Linked DNA regions of Mus musculus: all the other regions are linked to region 1. A link is a contact called in public HiChIP or PLAC-seq and promoter capture Hi-C data. All regions are on one chromosome and are shown on one strand. Each heading gives the region's core, a stretch centred on a gene start, on an enhancer-like site or on the middle of the called end of the contact. The rest is flanking DNA. Distances are from core to core; before and after follow the strand shown. Region 1 holds the start of Rptoros (regulatory associated protein of MTOR, complex 1, opposite strand). Region 2 overlaps Rptor (regulatory associated protein of MTOR, complex 1). Region 3 overlaps Rptor (regulatory associated protein of MTOR, complex 1).

Region 1 (2,872 bases), core at 158-2,657:
TCTCTTCCTTCACCGGTTTGACAGTCCAGCTTGCTGTCCCCAGTCCACATGCCACCTCTGGACCCCAGTGGCTTTGTTTGCTGCTACTCAGCCTCTTCCATGGAGAGGAGCACCCGAGTCTCCCAGGCTCTGCCTTACAGTCAGGCCGGTCAGAAAAGCTCTTCTTTCTGTATAGACTGACAGACGGGGATTGGCCATTTGTATTTCTTTCCCTCTTGGCTACACTCACAGGACAAACCCTCCATGTCACAAGTGGTTATGATCTCTGAGGTAGCATACATGACCACATAGTGACAGTGATGTATGCTGCTCATGATGTGTATCTGCACTGGGGAGAAATGTCGCCATGTAGATACACTTGTAGCCACTGCTGAAAACACCTTCACATGGTATTCTATCTTACCAGACAGTGAGACAGTACCCAGAACCCATTTACACAGTACATAGCTTTGCTGACTGGCTTACACAAAACAAAGGTTTCTGCAAACACATATCCCTAACATGTCCCTTCCCTTCACTGGTTTTCTGCAGACTATAACCTATACTTGAGTCATAAGAGACCCTCAAAGCATCAAATTATATGAATGAGGTGGCAGGGAGAGAGGAAGAGAAAACATTTATAAGTTTTTCCTGTGAGCATGTTCCTGACTCCTGCTCATCAGATGTGGCTCTCAGTGACCGGGAGGAAGACTCTGCCCAGTCAGAGCTAGGAGACCCCCCCCCCCCCATCTGAAAGACTGTTTCTAGGAACATGGCTTCCTCACAGAGAAGGGAGACTAGAAAAACTTAGAAGTATAAAACTAAATTCATCCCAAACACAGAGACTTAGAACAGCCTGATAGTTTGAATGGAAAATGTCCTTCAGAGGTTCATGCATTTGAACACGTGGTCCCTGGCTCATGGTGCTCTTAGGGGAGGTCATAAAGCTTCAGAAAGTAGAGCCTTGAAGCGGGAGAAGTATGTTGTTGGGGTGGGTTTTGATATTATAGCCTTGCCCATTTCTGGTTTGCTGTCAGTGATCTGTGTTTATGGCAGCTGTGATCTGAGCCTCTGCTCTGCCTCCTTTGCCTCCTCTGCCTCCCACTCCTCTGTTGTCTTACTCTGGAACTGTGAGCCAAAATAAACTTTGTCACTGCTGGTCCCAGTATGTAACCACGGCAACAGAAGAGTAACGAATACAACGTCTAAGTACATAATGAAAACAAAGCAACGGATACAAAGTCTAAGTACACAAAGAAAACAAACAACCCCCATACCCACATCTGGGTCCGGAACAGAACAGGTGAAGGAACAAAGCAGTGTTTGCAGTAATCGCTGGGGCTGGGAGTCATGACTTTGAAGGAAGAAGCACGCTAACACAAACGGCAAAGCACGTGTGAGAAGGGGGCTCATCTGTCTTCCACCCCAAGCCTCTCACTACCGCAACCCAAGTGCAGGTGTGCAGAGCCAAGGGGCCTCCTCATGCTGCCATGGACATCAGAGGTACAGAGGGTTGAGGGAGAAAGGGGGAGGGTTGATTTGGAGGAGCTGAAGCCCCTCCCAGGGAGAGTGGACAGAGAAACCCTGTGGTGCACCAGAATGGTGCAGCTGGTTAAGGTAAGGCACCAACCGGCACAGGAACACAGGTCTCACTGTGTCCACTGAGGTGCCTCAGACACAGGAAACTGGGGCGGGCTCCACTGTCACCTCAGATTTCTGTAAACCTAGAGCTATCCCCCAAAGCAAAGCTTAGCAGGCAGGAAGCACGGGTATCTAGATAGAGGCAGTCTGCATTCCTCCTAGAGCAGCCCCACGGTGGGCCAGCAGAACAGGGAGGATGCTCAACAATGCCTGACCCATAGAGAAGAGGCCGACATTGAACTCTCTTCCAACTGAGCTTTGTGTACGTGAAGAGGCAAAATGCGGAGCAAGAGAGGTTAGGCTGAGTACCTGATCAAATTTATTCAGAGAAGAATCTGTTTGCGGAGGAACCAGACACTGGGAAGCTGCAAAGGATACACAGGTTGTAGGGGCCGAAGAAAAAAATCCCACCTCCTTCCCTGTTGTCTTTGTCCATGGAAGCTCTTCCTGTGGTATGCCTGTTTGTATGCCTGACTTTGGATTATCCCATCAATACCAATTCAGAGTGTTTTCCCACATTCCTTGACATTGTGCCCTTGATGTTCCCCAGTGGTGCTATAAATAAAACTTTATTAACTGTAATTTGGAAGGTCTGCCTGAATTGCACATTAATTCTGTCTATGAAAAAAACCCTCAATTAGCTGGAACCCAGCTTACACCAGTCCTTAATTAACTGCCTCCCTCCCTTATTCTTGTTAATTAGCAGAGAGACAGATGATAACAACAACTTGGGAAACTTATTAAAACCAAGCAAGCATGTCCTTTCTCACACTTGGATCTTAGCTTCAAGTTTCTGGGGTTGTGTGTTTAATTTGGAGTGTCAGGAAACTAGAAAGAACCCACAAGATGGGGGAGTGAACAAGCCCTTAGTGGGGCAAAGGGATAAAGACCACATATTATATAATAGCACAGAATACTAACCTACTCTTACCTTGATCTAACATTGGCTTCTGGCCTCTGTATACATGTGCACCCTGCCCCGAAATATTGTTAACAAAAAGGACATTTTCTTCCATAACCACAAATCCATTCTCTGGGAATTCTCAGGGACAGTACTATGCTCAGATTCAACTACATGTCACAGCCTCTGGCTTTGGTCTAGGTTCAGTTCCAGGGCAGTGTTAGGTCACCTCGCAGCATCAGTCTTAATGAAGAATAGCAAGCCCACTTTCTGATTGAAAATCAAGGTGGAAACAGAACAGGTCACTGTCAATATCCACACCATTGTCTATAAGATGCCAAGACATGGCAC
Region 2 (2,799 bases), core at 249-2,748, 140 kb after region 1:
CTCGAAACTCCATGGCATAGCACACGCTTACACCAGCCCTAACCTTCAAACTCAGAGGCACAGTGTGACCCTCAGAGGCCAGCTCCAGGGGTCGCTCTAAGAATGTGCTCTTCTTAAGTAGCAAGGACTGACCTCACATCTAGGCAGAAGACACTCAGAATACAACTGAGCTAAATCTCATCTCTGTTAGCTACATTTTTGTTGTTGTTGTTGTTGTTGTTGTTGCTGTTTTGGGGAATTTTGTGGTGGTTTTGTTTCATTGTCTTTTGTTGACTGGCCTGGACTCTTAGGACCACCTGCCCCTGCCACACTGAGGCACTGCTGGGATTAAGGGTGGCACTGCTTCAACTCACTGAGTTATGTGGTCTCAGACATATAGAGCACTTGCCTGAGCCGATGTCATGAGAAGTGTAAAGGCTTTAGTCACTCTTAAGGGACGTTTGGCCTGTATCTGTCCCAGAGAACCTCACAAGGCAGACTCCATTATCCTGAGAGAAAATGCAAGCCCCACTCCCACCCCTTGGATCCCCAACTCTGTTCTCAGGGTAACTCGGGTGGTTGCTCTCTTACTCCTAGAAAAGTGTCCATAACCAGAGGCAGCCAGGAACACAGGAAGATCAGGAGATCTGAGCTATCAACAGGAACTCAAAGAATGGAAATGGAATTATCAAGACAAATGGGGTGAGGGGTGCAAACATGAAATAACAACTCACAGTAAAACTATGGCAGTAGCCCTTAGCTATAAAGAAACAGTCAACCTCATTTTATACTAAAAATGAGAATTAAGATTAAAAAACAGACACATGTACTGGCCTGTAGTACTCGGAAACTCTGGGTTCTGCAAGGAGGCTCTCTATGTGCTACTATGAGAATACAAAATGACAGGGGATGCTATCTTGGAAAAAACTTAACTATAACCAAACAACAACAACAAAAACACCTGCAGTGTACCTTGGTGGCCCAGTGATACTATGGTTCACCTCAGAGACACAGCCTTAACAACGGACCAGAGTGTGGAATGTTCCCAGCATGCTGAGGGCCTGTGAGCAACAGTGGCTGATACTGGTGGAGTGTCCAGTGCTAAATGAGTACTAAGGTCCCCAGAAGTGGTGTGAGTGGCTCCCAGGAGTATGTGCAGTATGATGTCTGTGTAAAAATGATCCAAAGAAAAACGACTAAAGAAGCATAAGAAAGATAGCTATAGCTACAGCAATTAGACACGGGGCAGATGTGGATAGGGATGGAATAACACAATTCTGTGCATAACTTTTTGAACACTTTTGATGCATAAATCTCTATTAATGTTTTATAAATTCAAAATATACAATTTGATTGGGGATACAGTCCAATGGTATCATGTGTATCCAGCAAGCCCAGGGCCCGGGGTACCATCCCAATTCTACAAAAAAAAAAGTAATTAAAATAAGGTGGGGAGGCACAAGCTGGAATGCAAAAGCAAACAAATGACTCATGCCAGGCATGAATCACACCGGAATCCTAGTACTCTGCATGGATCACACCTGAATCCTAGTACTCTGCAGACTGAGACAGAAATTCCCAAGAGCTTTGGTCTGCATAGGCCACAGAGTAAGACCCTCTCTCCAATCCCTTTCCTAGCACACCCTCCCAATGATGCCTCACACCCTGCTAATTAGCATCCAAGGTTGGAAACTATAGCCAATACTCTAGTCCTGCCAGAAGATAATCCTAAATGCAGGCTGAAGCCAGGCCAAGTGTGGACCCACAGAGGCACAGGATGCAGTCAGAACTCAGCCTGTACCAAGTCAGTGTACAAAGCATGAGAATCCACGGGACTGAGCCTAGTATGCACTTCTCAAGAACCACAGCTCAGTCCACCTTTTGCCACAGGTGACACGCCCAGGCTCCAAGGGTGAGGTCTGAGCATGTCTGGGCCAGTCAGGTCTCCTACTTCATACACCTAAATATCTGCTAGGTTCATCAGATGTGATGTAGGATGGGACTCAGTCACTGATATTTAATGAACAGCCATCAGTTGTGTCAGCTTAGTAACCCCTAAAGTTCATATAACAGGAAAGACTATCCCTACATTTTTTCTTAATATCTAATAGTCAACTCAATACCCAATAAAGTGAATGAAATAAAATTGAACCTCACAAAGGTATAGCAAGCCTATGCAGTATTGATTTTTTTTTTAAGATTTATTTTATTTATATGAGTATACTGTAGCTATCTTCAAACACACCAGAAGAGGGTATCGGGTCACACTAAGGATGACTGTGAGCCACCATGTGGTTGCTGGGAATTGAACTCAGGAGCTTTGGAAGAGTAGAGGATGCTCTAACCGCTGGGCCGTGTCTCCAGCCCCAGTATTGATCTTTATTAAGAGCTGGTTTCTCAGCTACATGCCACTGCCCTCACCTGCATGGCACAGCAGCTGTTCCACAGTCTGCTTTTAGCAGAAGCGCTGTCTGAGCAGAGCTCACCCATGTGCTCACTGTCCACTCTCTCCTGTCTGGGATTGCAACTGGTCACGTACAGGATAAAGAAACCACTAGATAAGGGTATACACTGAGTGAGCTTAGCAGGTGAGACCCTCGGAACCCCAGGCCAAACCAACTGTTGTCTCCATGGCATAGGCACTCTGCTTATTACTTGCTTTGAGAAAACTCTTAATGATGCTCTTCTCCTAAAGAACTATTGATTCTAAATCAAAAGCAAAACCAGCTACTCGTTGCTGATGACTGTGAACCTCATTTTACTGACTGCCATTTAACTGGTCCTTTACAAAGCATAGCAGGCACAACAAAGAAAGTACCA
Region 3 (2,846 bases), core at 60-2,559, 200 kb after region 1:
CTGACAGAACATGAAACTGGGTTCCAGCTGGCCTGCAGCTTCAGTGTTCACACTCTCAGCTGCAGCTGGGCCAGCCTTCTTGGCATCAAAGCCTCTGCATGGAAAGGAGATGAGCAAACCCCGGTCCGTCTGTACTGCAAGTCTGCCCTGAGAGCAAGAGAACACCTACAGATGCAACACAGGAGGGCAGAAAGTGGAGGCTGAGGAAAGCCAACCAAAGAGAGGAGGCAAAGGCTAGAACCTGGCAGAGTAAAAGCAGACATAAGAAAAGGTCCAAACAGCCCCTGTCATTCCCTGTCACCCGGTCATTCCGTCATTCCATCATTCCCTGGCATTCTCTGTCATTCCCTGTCATTCCCTGTCGTTCCCTGGCTAGTGCAGTCTCTTCTCTGATGATCCCTCCACACTCATGATCCCACAGCCTTTCCTCTCAGCAAACTGATCATTAAGCTTCAAGTAGGTTTGGGATACATGAAAGCCTGTCTCAACTACACCAAAATAAATAAGCAAATTAAAGCTTCAAAAGAATACAGATTTTTCTAAAGTATGTTAAACAATTATAGCCACTAAATTTTTTAGCAAATACTTAAAAAGAACAAATTTCTTGAGAAACATAACCAAAACTGACTCATGAGGCCATAGCAGACATGAAGCCTCCCAATAACCATTTAAAAGCAAATCATAGGTATAAAAAAAGTTATTCCACGGAAGAAACTAAAGACCCAGATGACAAGTTCCACAAATACTGCTCTAAGTCTAAAGACAGAAGAAACAAAAAAAAGATTCCCCAAGGTCCTATCTCTAAAGTAGCACAGCTTTGGTATTAAAACATAGCAAACTGCCAAGGGGCTCACCTGAGCTGCTAAGCAAAAAAGATGGTGGAGGGGAGGAGACTAAGCTTTAGTACTGCAACAAAACCTTTAGCCAAGGACCAAGCTAATCCAGGCCAGGCCCAGTCACTAAGAACAGGTGCCCTGCCGCCTGCAGACACACCAATGCACACACAGCACTAGCTGTGCATGCACTGCACCACATCAACAAGGCAAATGGCACGCACACAGTTAGACGACTCAAATCCAAACAGCTCTTGTTACTATGAAAACAACTCTTACTAGCTCTCTGGCCATTCCATAGTGCTGTTTGATAAAGTCATCCAGAACTCACCCCTTCTTGCTAGTCTAGGAACTCTGACCTGCTCTGGAGCACAGCCTGTTGGCAAGTGTCAGGCCTGTCATCCCAGCACTCAGCAGGTTGGGGCAGGAGGATTGCCAAGAGCTCAAGGCCAACCTGAGCTATAGAGTAAGAGACCCTATGGCAGAGAAAGAGAGAGTAAACAGTGCTCACTTTGCAAGTTAAAGAAGAGGCCTCATCCTACCACAGGATTCCCAGTGAGCTTCAAGATTAGTAGAAGGAAGGGAGGGAACTGCCATTACCCTCAGAACAACACGACTCTGTTTACAGAAATCCAAACAGATATGTAGACAAACACTCAGTCAGAGTCAAAGGCTTCCAGACACAGCATGTAAAGAGAAGCTGTATTGATTCCTAAGCAACAAAACAAACAAAAGAGGTAAAATTTCTAGGAATTATCCAATAAAAGATATGAAGGGCCTCTACGTGGAAATTTAAAAGCTTGAAAATGTGAAGAGGTGGACAACTCCATCTGTGATTTATCCACTGGCTTAAGATCTGTGTGGAAATAAAATGCAAAAGGGCACACACGATGAAGAACAACCTATCTGGACTTCTTTCCAATTTCAGGAAGCCACAGAGAGCACAACTGAGGCTCCCAGAACAACCTGAGATGGGGCCAAACCAGGCCGGTGACAGGGAGTCCTGCAGACTGAAGCAAAGGAGCCTGACACATGGGTCTTCTCAGAGACAAAACGAGACTGGGCCCTTGCCTCACCCACATCTAAAGCCAATGTCTACTAAGGAACAGTCTGGCTCTGTAATTCATTATAAAAGCCGGGTGGACACTTCTGACGGTGACAAGACTGTCGCATGTAACAAGAATTACCTGGGCCTACCAACACTCATCCTGATCAGGAAGCTAAATGTAAGCAGCAAAACTATAACGCTCCCTAGCATTAAAAAACAGACACAAGAGGGTCTCTGTGGGCTCCAGGCCAACCTGATCTACAGTCAGTCCAAGCTAGCCAGGGCTGCAGAGTGGGATCCTGTCCAATAAAAAAGAAAAGAAAAGAATCAAAACCAAAACCAAAAACACTATCAAGCATTAAGAATTAAAAGACATCGGATATACAGGGGAATGCCAGAGCCAGGAGGCAGGAGTGTGTGGGTTGGGGGGAGGGGGCAATGTTAAGGGGACTTTCGGGAAAGCATTTGAAATGTAAATGAAGAAGATATCTAATTTAAAAAAAAAAAGGGTGGGGACGGGGACATAGGATAAAATCCTAACCTCAAAATTGAGAAGAGATCTTTAGCAAATGTTTAAGCCCCAGGAAAAACTAACTCTAAAGAGAGCCACAGCAGCAGAGCTTGCTTCTGTTAATCCAAAGAGATCCTGAGAAGATGGAAAACTCATGTCCACAGTGAGAGACATCCACACTGCACCCCTGTCAAAAGGCTGTGCTCCAGAGCAGGTCAGAGTTCCTACTAGACTAGCAAGAAGGGGTAAATTCTGGATGACTTTATCGAATGGCCAGAGAACTGTCAGAGAGCCACAAGGAAGATGGAGAGCCTCTGCTACCACCCAGCCATCTGTGACAGAGTCTGACACCTGAATTCCCATGCTCACTCAGCATTTGTTACAACAGCCGTGACATGGAAGTGACCTGAGTGTCCATTAGCAGGCAAACAGAGGAGAAACAGAAATGTGGTGT

Evidence for each region. Promoter capture Hi-C pulls out the DNA fragments that hold promoters and counts their contacts. HiChIP or PLAC-seq counts read pairs in DNA pulled down with a chosen protein or histone mark.
Region 2: an HNF4G HiChIP or PLAC-seq map of pancreatic cancer cells shows a contact between it and region 1. The contact joins the enhancer-like site here to the promoter of Rptoros in region 1. A contact is called at or near these places in 2 of 39 promoter capture datasets (HPC-7-derived erythroid cells and hematopoietic stem and progenitor cells), 2 of 115 datasets of contacts at active chromatin or transcription factors (effector CD8 T cells and pancreatic cancer cells) and 1 of 9 other capture datasets (liver).
Region 3: a promoter capture Hi-C map of liver shows a contact between it and region 1, with 2.2 times the contacts expected there. The contact joins the enhancer-like site here to the promoter of Rptoros in region 1. A contact is called at or near these places in 20 of 39 promoter capture datasets (the 3T3-L1 cell line, 3T3-L1-derived adipocytes, the C10 cell line and 12 more), 1 of 15 datasets of contacts at CTCF or cohesin (the NIH/3T3 cell line), 6 of 484 Hi-C or Micro-C datasets (bone marrow-derived macrophages, embryonic stem cells and myeloid progenitors), 9 of 115 datasets of contacts at active chromatin or transcription factors (embryonic stem cells, memory CD8 T cells, microglia and 1 more) and 4 of 9 other capture datasets (adipose tissue, embryonic stem cells, liver and 1 more).

What each region holds. Positions count from the first base shown.
Region 1 is chr11:119,832,900-119,835,771 of GRCm38.p6, reverse strand. Rptoros (regulatory associated protein of MTOR, complex 1, opposite strand) reads left to right here and starts at 1,407. Exons shown (of 3, transcript NR_045313.1): 1 at 1,407-1,482. The region is part of intron 13 of Rptor (regulatory associated protein of MTOR, complex 1); the gene reads right to left.
Region 2 is chr11:119,695,275-119,698,073 of GRCm38.p6, reverse strand. All of the region lies in intron 3 of Rptor (regulatory associated protein of MTOR, complex 1), which reads right to left. Among named protein-coding and RNA genes, the nearest start is that of Rptor, 94 kb to the right of the region's middle. Within about 2 kb of position 1,498, at least 28 of the 459 cell types and tissues checked have an H3K27ac peak or open chromatin away from gene starts, as enhancers often do. A contact at or near this core is called in pancreatic cancer cells, where this site is marked.
Region 3 is chr11:119,629,809-119,632,654 of GRCm38.p6, reverse strand. All of the region lies in intron 1 of Rptor (regulatory associated protein of MTOR, complex 1), which reads right to left. Among named protein-coding and RNA genes, the nearest start is that of Rptor, 28 kb to the right of the region's middle. Within about 2 kb of position 1,309, at least 17 of the 459 cell types and tissues checked have an H3K27ac peak or open chromatin away from gene starts, as enhancers often do. A contact at or near this core is called in liver and oligodendrocyte precursor cells, where this site is marked.